2 separate regions of the Mus musculus genome follow, and region 2 is linked to region 1. Evidence: chromatin contacts called from public promoter capture Hi-C data. All regions are on one chromosome and are shown on one strand. The core of a region is the stretch at or near the end of the contact, and the rest is flanking DNA. Distances in the headings are between cores, read along the strand shown.

Region 1 (5,045 bases), core at 1,020-3,519:
GGAATCGTGGCATCTATACATCCACACAGCACCAGTATCACCACCAGCACCAGAACCACCACCAACATCAACAACAAAAATAACAGTCAAGGGGTAGGAGAGACGGCTCAGCAGTTAAGAGCCCTGGCTGCTCTTCCAGAGGTTCTGAGTTCAACTCCCAGCAACCACATGGTGGCTCACAACCATCTGTAATGGGATCCAATGCCCTCTTCTAGTGTACAGGCATGCATGTAGACAAAATACACACACATATATAAAATACATAAATAATCTGGAAAGAAGTAACAGTTAAATTAAGTTGGGTGTGGTGGCTCACGTTTGTAATCCTAAACCCAGTACGGAAGGGATGGGGCCTCTGAGGCAGGAGGATTGGTATAGGTTCCGCCTGAGCTAGAGTTAGAGTCTGTCTTATCCCCCCCAAAATATAACAAAATAAACGATATTATTAATAATAATGAAAATGAATCAAATTGTGATGTCCTCTTATCAACATCCCTTGTGGTTTAAAATCCCAAATCCTCACATGACCTGGACACTGCTTCTCCTGTCATCTTCTCTAACGTCCCCCTCTTCTGACCAGTCTCCCCCTTTCATCCTCTTACAGTACTGAGTATATAGCCTTGAGGTCCTTGCGTTTTCTATTGCTTCCAGTTAGAATGCTTCCTGGAGTTTTCCCATGCCTGGCTCTATCTCAGCACTGGTACATCAGCTCCAATGTCACTTCTTAAAGAGCCCTTTGACCTCCTTGACCTTTCAAGCTAAGGTATCCCCTTTGGTCTACTATGTGACTCCACTCTGTTTTTCTCTGGCTCTCATCACAATCTGAAATACCTTGTTTGCTGGCTTGTGGGGAGGTGACTGCATGTCCCCTACCAGAATGGAGATGCCATGGAAGTAGAGGCTGTATCTGCCTGGTCCAGCTGGAGGCTTAGTGCCCAGCAGTGACCCTGGTGCGTGACATGTAGTACGCAGCAGAATGAATGGATACTGGTCGGGGATGTGGGGATCTGACAGCCACTGTCAAGTTCTGCTCTAGATCCCAGTAGGCAGCTGTTGTTGGCTGGGGAACAGGACCCTGGCTGAACAATGGCTGAGGTGTCAGCCTTGAGGCCTCCAAGATGTCAAAGAAGCTAAATGGTGGTGGGTTTGGAGGGAGGCATAGGGCTGAAGGCTGTGGAGACCTGGGTCGGGGTAGGGAGCCACCTACCGCTTCTCATTTCCATAGGATTTCTGAGCCACCTTGGCATGCAGGATCCACACAGTCTGCTCACATCTTTGCTGCAGGCATGTGCGCACACCTTCTCTTAGGATGATGGCATGCTCTGGGGGTGACCTAGGAATGGGGGTTGGGCCCACGGGGCCACAGGAAGGAGAGTCAAGGGTTGAGTTGGCACAAAGCCCACCCCTGAAGCTGAGTGAGCTGAAGTTGGAGATGGGGTTGATTTATGTCCTCCAAGGGATCTGGGGGAAGAAGGACTTGGGAAATGAGCTAAATATTTGTGTTCCAAGAACCCTGCACAGACCTCACCAGGATCACCCAGGTGCTACACTGTGTGGGTGGCTTCCCGGCTGTTGTAGTCTGGGGCCAAGTGGAATAGCTGTGTTTAAAACCCTACATTTGGTTCTCAGATGGAGGTGGGCTTTGTGGAAATAGTAATTAAGCTTTCAACTCATAAGGGGAAACAGCCTTTGCCAGCTCCAGGTCCGGAGCACAACCTCAATTCGAGCAGGCACATGCACCGGTGAAAATGTGACCAAGGCTCCAAACTGCATTACCAGGATTGGGGTGGGGGGGAGGCGGCGGATCTGAGTCTTTCTGATGCCCAAACAACACCCTTGGCTTAATGCTACGGGGGTTTTCTTTTCTTTGAGTGTAGCACGGGTCAGCTCTCTGGGGTCTGTTGCTTATCAGTCCGAGAGTTTGACAAATGAGGATGGGTTCTCTCAAAGCCTGCGCAATTAAAAGGAGCACATGAAAAAGAGTCTGTGGTGAGTCTTTATTTGGGAAATGAGCAAGTTGGGCCCTGAAGAGAGCTGGGAACTCCAAGGCTGTCCTTTTGAGTCCTTTTACCTTTACGGCAGGACCAAGTCTCGGCCTTTCATCACTCCAGGAAGGGACAGAGGAGGGCAAGAGTCGGGCGCGTCCTTGGAAGCCCAGGCAGGCCAGGCAGGCGGCGGTCAGGACCGCTCCGCCTCTTGGGGCTCTCCTCTGGGAAGTGTCTCGTGTAGGATTCCAGAGCATTCCGGCTGCCCGGAGTGTCGCCGCCCGACTCCAGCTGTAGCCCAATTCCGGCCCGCAGCTCGCGCCTGCAGCTCCCAGAGCAGCAGGAAAAAGGGGCGCCGTGCTTGCTGGGGCCCGAGTGTTGAGAGGAAGGGGGAGAACGCTCCTGCCAGTGGGAGGGGTCGCAGCCCGCGCTCCCCCTCCCCACCCTCCCGCTCCAGGTTAAATGCAGCTGCCGCTTGGGCTCGCCCTGGCTGTCTGGCATTCCCCACTTAGGGCAACCTGCCCACGCCGCCGCCGTTACCTGGTCCAACTCCCCAGGAGGCTGGGCCCGTCGCTCTGTAGCCGCACCTCTGAGCTGTCCGGCAGGCTCAGGTGAGTCAAAGGGCCCGGGGGCAACGAGGGGTCTGCAGGGAAGCCAGCGTAAAACCCGTAGGGGGACAAGTCTTAACAGCCTACGTGTCCACGTCTAACCTGCAGTACCTTTTCCGATCCCCCTCTGGCAAGGCCAACAAAATGCAGGTCCTCCTTCCCTAATCTCCCTCCACGCCTGGCACCTTCCCAAAGTGTCCTTTCCGGATTAGCTCTTGAACTCAGACCTCTTTGGAGCGCACTTTCCTTGGGAATGCACTTTCCCTATCCTAAGGGCGTCCGAGAAATTTCCTCTTCAATGCAAGGATCCTTATCAGGAGACCTGGGCTCACTCTAATGGGCCACTACTTCAAAGCAAGCCTTTGAACGATGATGACTCTCTTTGCCCTCCCTAGACCGCCCCCCCCCCCCCCGTGGAACAGCGGATTTGGAAAGCTGAAATTGAGAGGGCAGCTGTTTTGACTTTCTAAGAGTCCTGAGGTGCAAGCGACATCAAGTGCGTGTTGACTTAAGCCAAGAGGAGCTTAAGGGAGCCCTTAGTCAAGAGCCAACCCTGAGTTTCAAAGGCCCGGTGGAGCTATACTCAGATGTTTGCCCTGGGGTGCTGGCTCCGCTCTGGCCCACTCTAGAAAAGGCTTGCCTTTCCTCCTACCTCCACCATCAAGCCACTGGCACATCTAGCTAGCTTGTCACCTTACCACCACAGACCCTGCCAGAAGGATTTTTGTTCTTCTACCCTCGCTGGAAAGCCAGAAGGGAGAAGAATCTCGGATAGGAAGCTGGTCTGGAGTCAGAGCCACGCACCGGCCTTGCTCAGAATGGGCTCATTCAAGGAACTGGGGGGTTGAGGGAGGGGCAGCCGTGGGTTAAGGGGCGATGGCCTGCTCTGCCAAGAAACCACAGAAAAATGGATAGAGCAGGCTCAGTGTGCCGTGTGGGGGTGGGGTGGGGAACGGAAGAAAGGCTTAGTGATTCTTAGGTGCAAGGGAACCAGGCTTCTCTGGAGGAAGAGACAGGGGTGGGGTGTAGGGGGGTGAGAGCTAGGTTTAGTTCTGTGCCTGGAGCCCAGCTGGGTAGTCTTATTGGGCAGCACATTTTCCATCCGTACAGTGTGTGTGTTCCCTTAGTGGTTCTCAAGGGACCTAGTTAGGCTACACAGGAAGGAGAGGGCTCACCTGTTGTCTCCCTGGGGTCCATGGCTGCTCATCGAGGCCCAGGCCGCTCTCTTGCTGCCCTCTGGGCACATCTACCGCCACTGACTTCGATACCGTTCACACATCTAAGCCCCGATCCGATCCTCACACTGGATTTATCCTGTCCAAGCCTTATCTTCAAGGTCCCGGGACTCCCAGCGGCCTGTTTGCTCTGGGCAGGGACACCTGCTGGGCAGATGTAGGCTTCCCACGGCAGTAGAAGCCAGACCCAGCAGGCGCCCCCTGGCGGCCTCTCCTAAGAGCAGGCGAGAAACAGACACCGAGGCGTGTCTTGTGCAGGACTCCACTCTCTGGCCTACCACTAAGAACCCAGACCCCAAGAGCTGCTCTTTGGCGTGTGGCACGGGTTTGGGGGAATATGGGGAATGATTTCTGTCCGCAGAAGAAGAGAGTGTGGAGCACCTTAGCTGACTCACACACCAGATAGACAGGACTCTATCTCGGCCGCAGCCACTTTCCTGCTATAAGGCGTTGGGTAGCAGCATTTAATTTCTTAAAGCCTATTTCTGAATAGGGAGAACCGAACCAAAACAGCCTTAAATGTCGGAACTACAAAGAGGGTCAATGCCACAACGGAAAAGCACATTTAGCACTATATCTGGTATTTAGGAAGGGGTTCTTTCGGGGACTGGCAAGATGGCTCAGTGGGTAAAGGTGCTTGCTGTCGGGACTGACCACCGGAGTTCAGTCCTGTTTAATTCTGGGACACACACAGAGGAAGGAGAAAACGGACTTCAGCGAATTGCCCCCTGACCTCCACACGTGTGTGCCATAGTGTGTGAGCACACACCATATACATGTATATATATGTAACACACACACACATATATGGTGTGTATGCTATATAATATATATGATGTGTATGATCTGTAATATATATCATATATATGGTGTGTGTGTATATATATATATACACACATATGTATATAATTTTTTAATACAAGCGTTTATCTCCTTTTGAGTTTTATGTATTTTTATCTACTTCTTATTAACTTAGTGCCCTGTAGTTCTGTAAAATGCCATTTTTTACAAAGGCTCCTCTGTGAGTTTCAGCAATCCCAGTGTGGTGACATCAAAAAATTATCATGAGCCTTTTTGTTTTGTTTTGAGAAAGAATCTCACTATGTAGCCCTGGGTGGCCTGGAACTCACTATGAAGAACAGACTGGTCCTCAAACTCCCAGAGATCTGCCTGCCTTTGCCTCCCGAGTGTGCAGCTATGCCTGGCAAAACATTTTG
Region 2 (5,138 bases), core at 900-3,399, 130 kb before region 1:
CTGGCTGCTCTTCCAGAAGACCTGGGTTCAATCCCTTAGCACTCACATATTGGCTTACAACCATCTGTAACTCCAGATCCAGGGAATCCAATGCCCTCTTCTGACCGACTCAGGAACCAGACATGCAGAAATACAAGCAGGCAAAACACCACACACAGAAAATGATAATTGAAAAAGTACACTACATGCAATTTTATATACTACATTTACTTGATACTGACTATAAACGACTAAGTTACTGGCTTTTGTACTTATTATATGATTGATAGATAGATAGATAGATAGATAGATAGATAGATAGATAGATAGATATGATATGATATGATATGATATGATATGATATATAAATAAACAAATACATAAATCCAAGCCAGGTATACTATGCATTCACAAAAGCTCAGCCCAAGAGGAGCAGATCAGAGACAGGATCATGCCCAAGACTATTGGCCATCAGAATGATAAAAATAAATAAATAAGTAAACTCCAGGTCCAGTGAGTGACCTTGTCTCATGGGAGTAGACAGAGAGTGATGTAACCAAACAGTTGATATTCTCCTCTAGTCTCCTTGGTGCACTCACAGGTAAGCATGCCTGCAAGAACCTGCACACACAGACACAGACACACAGACACACAGACACACAGACAAAGACACACACACACACTAGGGAGGAAGAGAAAACTAAGTCCTTACCCCCCACACGCTAGAGCTGGGGCTGGGTAATATTTGTTTGGAGGACGGGAAAGTGGGAACAGAAGAGAATCAATCTTTCTTACACCTAACCTTTGTCCTCTTTCTGTCTGTCTTCTTTCTTTTTCTCTTTTAAATTTTTATTTATTAATTTTCTTACTGTATCCCTTTCACATTTGCTTTTATGTAGCTCAGGCTGGCCTGGGATTTATTATGTAGCCGGGGATGGCCTTGAACCTCTGATCCTTGCCTTCACCTGTCATGTGCTCTTCTGTCACATCTGACAGAACTTTTGATTATAAATTCAAAGTGTGCACAGGACTGCAATAAAAATTAAAGATATTTAAATAAAAAAATTTAGGAGACCAATTGACCTGCGCATTTGAAAACTATCTCAGCACAAGGCTCTCCATGGACTCTCTGGGTGGGATCAATACACACTACTTTTTATTGTGCATGGCGGTACAGGCCTATGGTGCTAGCACGTAGGAGGCAGAGGCAGGAGGATCATGAGTTTGAAGTCAGTCTAGGCCACATCGCAAGGCTCTGTCCCAGAAAACAAACAATCAGACAAAAATAAATAAATTTACACGTAACAACAGTAAGCTAAGTCACAGCATGAACTGTGGGTGGAGAACTTGTCTGGCTCAAGACCCTGATCAACAGCTGGTGCTAGATAATAATAATAATAATAATAATAATAATAACAAAAACATGAAATTCTAGTAAACTGTCAAATAATTCCAAATGGGATCTGGTAATATTTTTTTTTAAAGAGTGACAAAAAGGCTGTGAGTATTCTTATTTAACCTTTTTTTTTTTAAGCTTTATTTAATTTATTTGGTATGTTGAGTGCTTTGTCTGCATGTTTATCTGTGCACTACAGGTTTTCCGATGCCCGTGGAGGTCAGAAGAGGGTACCGGACCAATGGAATTCAGGTGGCTGTGGTGAGCGCTGTGGGTTGTGAGAACTGAACCTGGGTCCTCTGTAAGAAGGACAAGAGCTCATGACTGCTTATCTTCTCTCTGGCCCCTCATTTTACCTTCACGGGGTCTTGCGTGGCCCAGCCTCACCTCTGAGCTGCTGCTCAGAGAAGGGTGAGTTTGAACTCCCGATCTTCCTTCCTCTGCCTCCCAAGTGATGAGAACTGCCACTCCAGGTTTTTGCAGAGCTGAGGACTAAAGTTGGTGCACCAGAGATGGTGGTTTCTCTGCTTAGCCCTGGCTGTCCTGGAACTCCCACTGTGAACCAGGGCTGGCCTCAAACTCACAGAGATCTGCCTGCCTCTGCCCCCAGAGTGCTAGGATTAAAGGCGTGCGCCACCACTGCTGGTAAAAAAGAAAAACAAAACCCAAACCCTTGTTTCTTCCCGCATACCCTCTCAGTAAGTTTATCTTCTCCTTGTGGCTTCAGAGCCCTGAGCAGAGCAGGGTTTATCAACCCCACATCACAGAGGAAACATAAAAGGCCCATTCACCCTGAGAGCAGACGGCTCAGCACAGTGCCCTGGGGCGGGCTACGGCTGCAACATACTGCGGGTTGTTTCACGAGAGTCTGGGGGGCATGAACATAAAATGGGTCTTTAGGGCAATGTATCTACGTTACTACACGGCTGCAAAGGTTATCATGTCCCAAACCACCATAAAAGAGAGCCCAAGGTAGCCTTGATTTCTTGATTTCTTTGTTCTGTTGCTGTTTTGTAACTCAGGATTAAAGCATCCACCCCTGTTTCACCACATTCCGTCTGGGAGACGGGGTTAGAACTGAGATAAAAGGGGGGGGGGGGAGCCTTTGCTCACACCCCCCTCCACTTTTAATATTTACTATTATTTTGTGTGTGCGTGTGCGTGTGTGTGCGTGTGCGTGTGTGTGCGTGTGTGTGTGCATGTGTGTGTGTGTGTGTTCGTGTGCATGTGAGTGCACGTCCTCTGACCCCTGTGGAGGACAGAGATACCAGACTCCCCTGGAGCCATAGTTACAGACATCTGTGATTTGCCTGATGTGGGAACTGAACCGGGGAGTTTTGGAACTGGGACAGCCCCATTGCTGCTCATCCTCCCTGTGCCTCGATGCTTTGCCCTCACCTTCACAGTGGTGGAGAGACTTCAAAGAATGAAACAAGATGGCGTGACCCCGGGCCCTTTGAAACTGAGCCAGACCTGGAATCCAGCCCCTGCCTGCTTTCTTCTGCACTGAAGAATAAGGACCTTCTAAGCCTTGTGTATCCGCTCTTCCTTAGCCTGGGATCGGGGGTTCAAGACCATTCTCGCCCACTACACAGCATGTGTGGAGCTGGGCTGGTCACGTGAGAACCCTGCCTTAATTAATTAATTAATTAATTAATGAGTTTTGGAAACTTTCTCTTGGCCTTCCATGTGTTTTGGTATCAGGTTTCACCTGGTATTATTTGTTAGTGAGAGTTTCACATCTAATTGCTGTCCCACCCCCAGGGCTGGGTATGGGACTCCTGCATCCATCCACAGCTACCTAGCTCCTCTTTGCCCTGTGACCTGCACCACTCTCTTCATAGCAGCTACCACAACTGGAAACACGTACCTTACCTTCACGGATGTTCTTGCCCCCGCTAAGCCATCAGCTCCTGGACCACAGGGGCAGGAGACTGGGTCCTGTGGTCACTGCTGTGACCCAGTGCCTGGGACACACAGGATATGCTCACCTGAAACATGACCACTGACTACCCGTTGCTGCCCCCCCCTCCCCCACCCCCACCCCGGTACCGGTATGATCTCAAAGTCTTGACTGGACTGGATTGTAAAGTTTTCTGGGGTCTTCACAACCAATGAGGCAGGTGCCTTCACCCTCACTTCCATTTTACAGAAATGGTGGATCAGTGGTTTGGCTGCCTCTGCCATCAAGCCTGAGTGTGTGTGTATGCGTGCGCGTGCATGTGCATGTGTGTCTCTCAGATGGGTGCCCCCGCACTGTCTTGTCTGTGCTTCCAGCCCTCACGAGTACACTCTTCCTAAGAAAGGATCCTAGGTGTGTGAGTGGACGAATCCGTGTCTACCTAACACCCACACCTGGATGCTCCTTAGGTGCCTTGGTCTCAAGGTCACAGACATCCTCCTCGACCACACCCTTGATTGCTCAGGCCAGAAAAGTCAACCATCACCCTCTGTCTTTTCTGTCCCTCGCCACCACGTGCCATCTACCAACTACCATCTATGTGCCATCTACTAGGAAAGCACCCCTAACTGTTCTCTGGTGAGCCAAGAATACTGTCTTCTTCCAGCTAATCAGTTGCCATGACCACTGCTGCCTGGGTGCCTCCCCCCACCCCCTTCATTCACTCTTGTCTTAGGGTTTCACTGTTGGGAACAGACAGCATGACCAAGGCAACTCTTTTTTTTTAAGACCTATTTATTATTATACATAAGTACACTATAGCTGACTTCAGACGCACCAGAAGAGGGCATCAGATCTTACTACGGATGGTTGTGAACCACCATGTGGTTGCTGGGATTTGAACTCAGAACCTTTGGAAGAGCAGTCAGTGCTCTAACCCGCTGAGCCATCTCTCCAGCCCCCCAAGGCAACTCTTATAAATTATGACAACATTTAATTGGGGCTGGCTTACAGGTTCAGAGGTTCAGTCCACTATCATCAAGGCAGGAACATAGTAGAATCCAGGCAGACATGGTGCAGGAGGAGCTGAGAGTTCTACATCTTCATCTGAAGGCTGGCTTTCAGGCAGCTAGGATGAGGGTCTTAAAGCCCACACCCACACTGACACACCTACACCAACGAGACCACACCCACTCCAACAGGACCACACCTTCTAATAGTGCCACTCCCTGAGCCAAGCTTATACAAACCATAGCAACTCCCAAGGGTCCTGACTCTTCCCCTGGTCTTAGGATAGCACCCCAAACCCTCAGCTTGCCCCACAGCTCAGTCCATCGCTTACAAGACTTGGGGCGTCCTGCCTCATCTCCCCACTTGAACCCACGTCTCTTACTTGAATCATCCTTGTGTTGTTTTGGCTCTCATCCACCACACTTGGTAACTCTCACTCACGCCTCAGAGCTCAGCTGAAACTTCTCTTTCTGGGGTCAGCCTTCCCAACTGCCACTATTGCCACCTGCACCCAAGCCAGGTCTCCTGTGGAATCTGCACCATAGCTGCATGCCCGTTCACCAGCAGTCAGCATGTTCATTGCCAACCACATGTTCAACATCTATAAGAACAAGCACTTCGTGAGAGAGGAAACTGTGTCTGGATCGTCTGCTACAAGTACTGATGATGTAATGCTTATGCTAATTATTCATATTAGCCTGCATTTTAGAAACTTGGTTTCTCAGCAAAAGAGAGGAAAAATAAGCTAGGGAGCTGCATCCGGTGCTAGAAGGCTTTCCTGACATGTGTAAAGTGTGGAAATCTATCCTCAGAATTGAAAAATAGTAAGACAGAAAGAAGAAAGAAGAGACA

What was found. Promoter capture Hi-C pulls out the DNA fragments that hold promoters and counts their contacts.
Region 2: a promoter capture Hi-C map of trophoblast stem cells shows a contact between it and region 1, with 5 times the contacts expected there. The contact joins the enhancer-like site here to the promoter of Matn4 in region 1. A contact is called at or near these places in 25 of 39 promoter capture datasets (the 3T3-L1 cell line, 3T3-L1-derived adipocytes, the C10 cell line and 14 more), 9 of 15 datasets of contacts at CTCF or cohesin (CD8 T cells, the NIH/3T3 cell line, embryonic stem cells and 4 more), 185 of 484 Hi-C or Micro-C datasets (the 3T3-L1 cell line, 3T3-L1-derived adipocytes, the 63-12 cell line and 102 more), 33 of 115 datasets of contacts at active chromatin or transcription factors (the 230-238 cell line, DN3 thymocytes, the HPC-7 cell line and 24 more) and 6 of 9 other capture datasets (adipose tissue, embryonic stem cells, embryonic tail and 3 more).

What each region holds. Positions count from the first base shown.
Region 1 is chr2:164,402,042-164,407,086 of GRCm38.p6, reverse strand. Matn4 (matrilin 4) reads left to right here and starts at 2,269. Exons shown (of 11, transcript NM_013592.4): 1 at 2,269-2,596. Rbpjl (recombination signal binding protein for immunoglobulin kappa J region-like) reads right to left here and starts at 3,893. Exons shown (of 12, transcript NM_009036.1): 1 at 3,769-3,893; 2 at 2,526-2,628; 3 at 1,208-1,333. The coding sequence starts at 3,790.
Region 2 is chr2:164,531,517-164,536,654 of GRCm38.p6, reverse strand. Gm36090 (a long non-coding RNA gene) reads left to right here. Exons shown (of 6, transcript XR_375205.4): 5 at 1,575-1,786; 6 at 2,782-4,466. Among named protein-coding and RNA genes, the nearest start is that of Gm36090, 15 kb to the left of the region's middle. Within about 2 kb of position 2,149, at least 16 of the 459 cell types and tissues checked have an H3K27ac peak or open chromatin away from gene starts, as enhancers often do. A contact at or near this core is called in CD8 T cells, DN3 thymocytes, Th1 cells and 3 more, where this site is marked.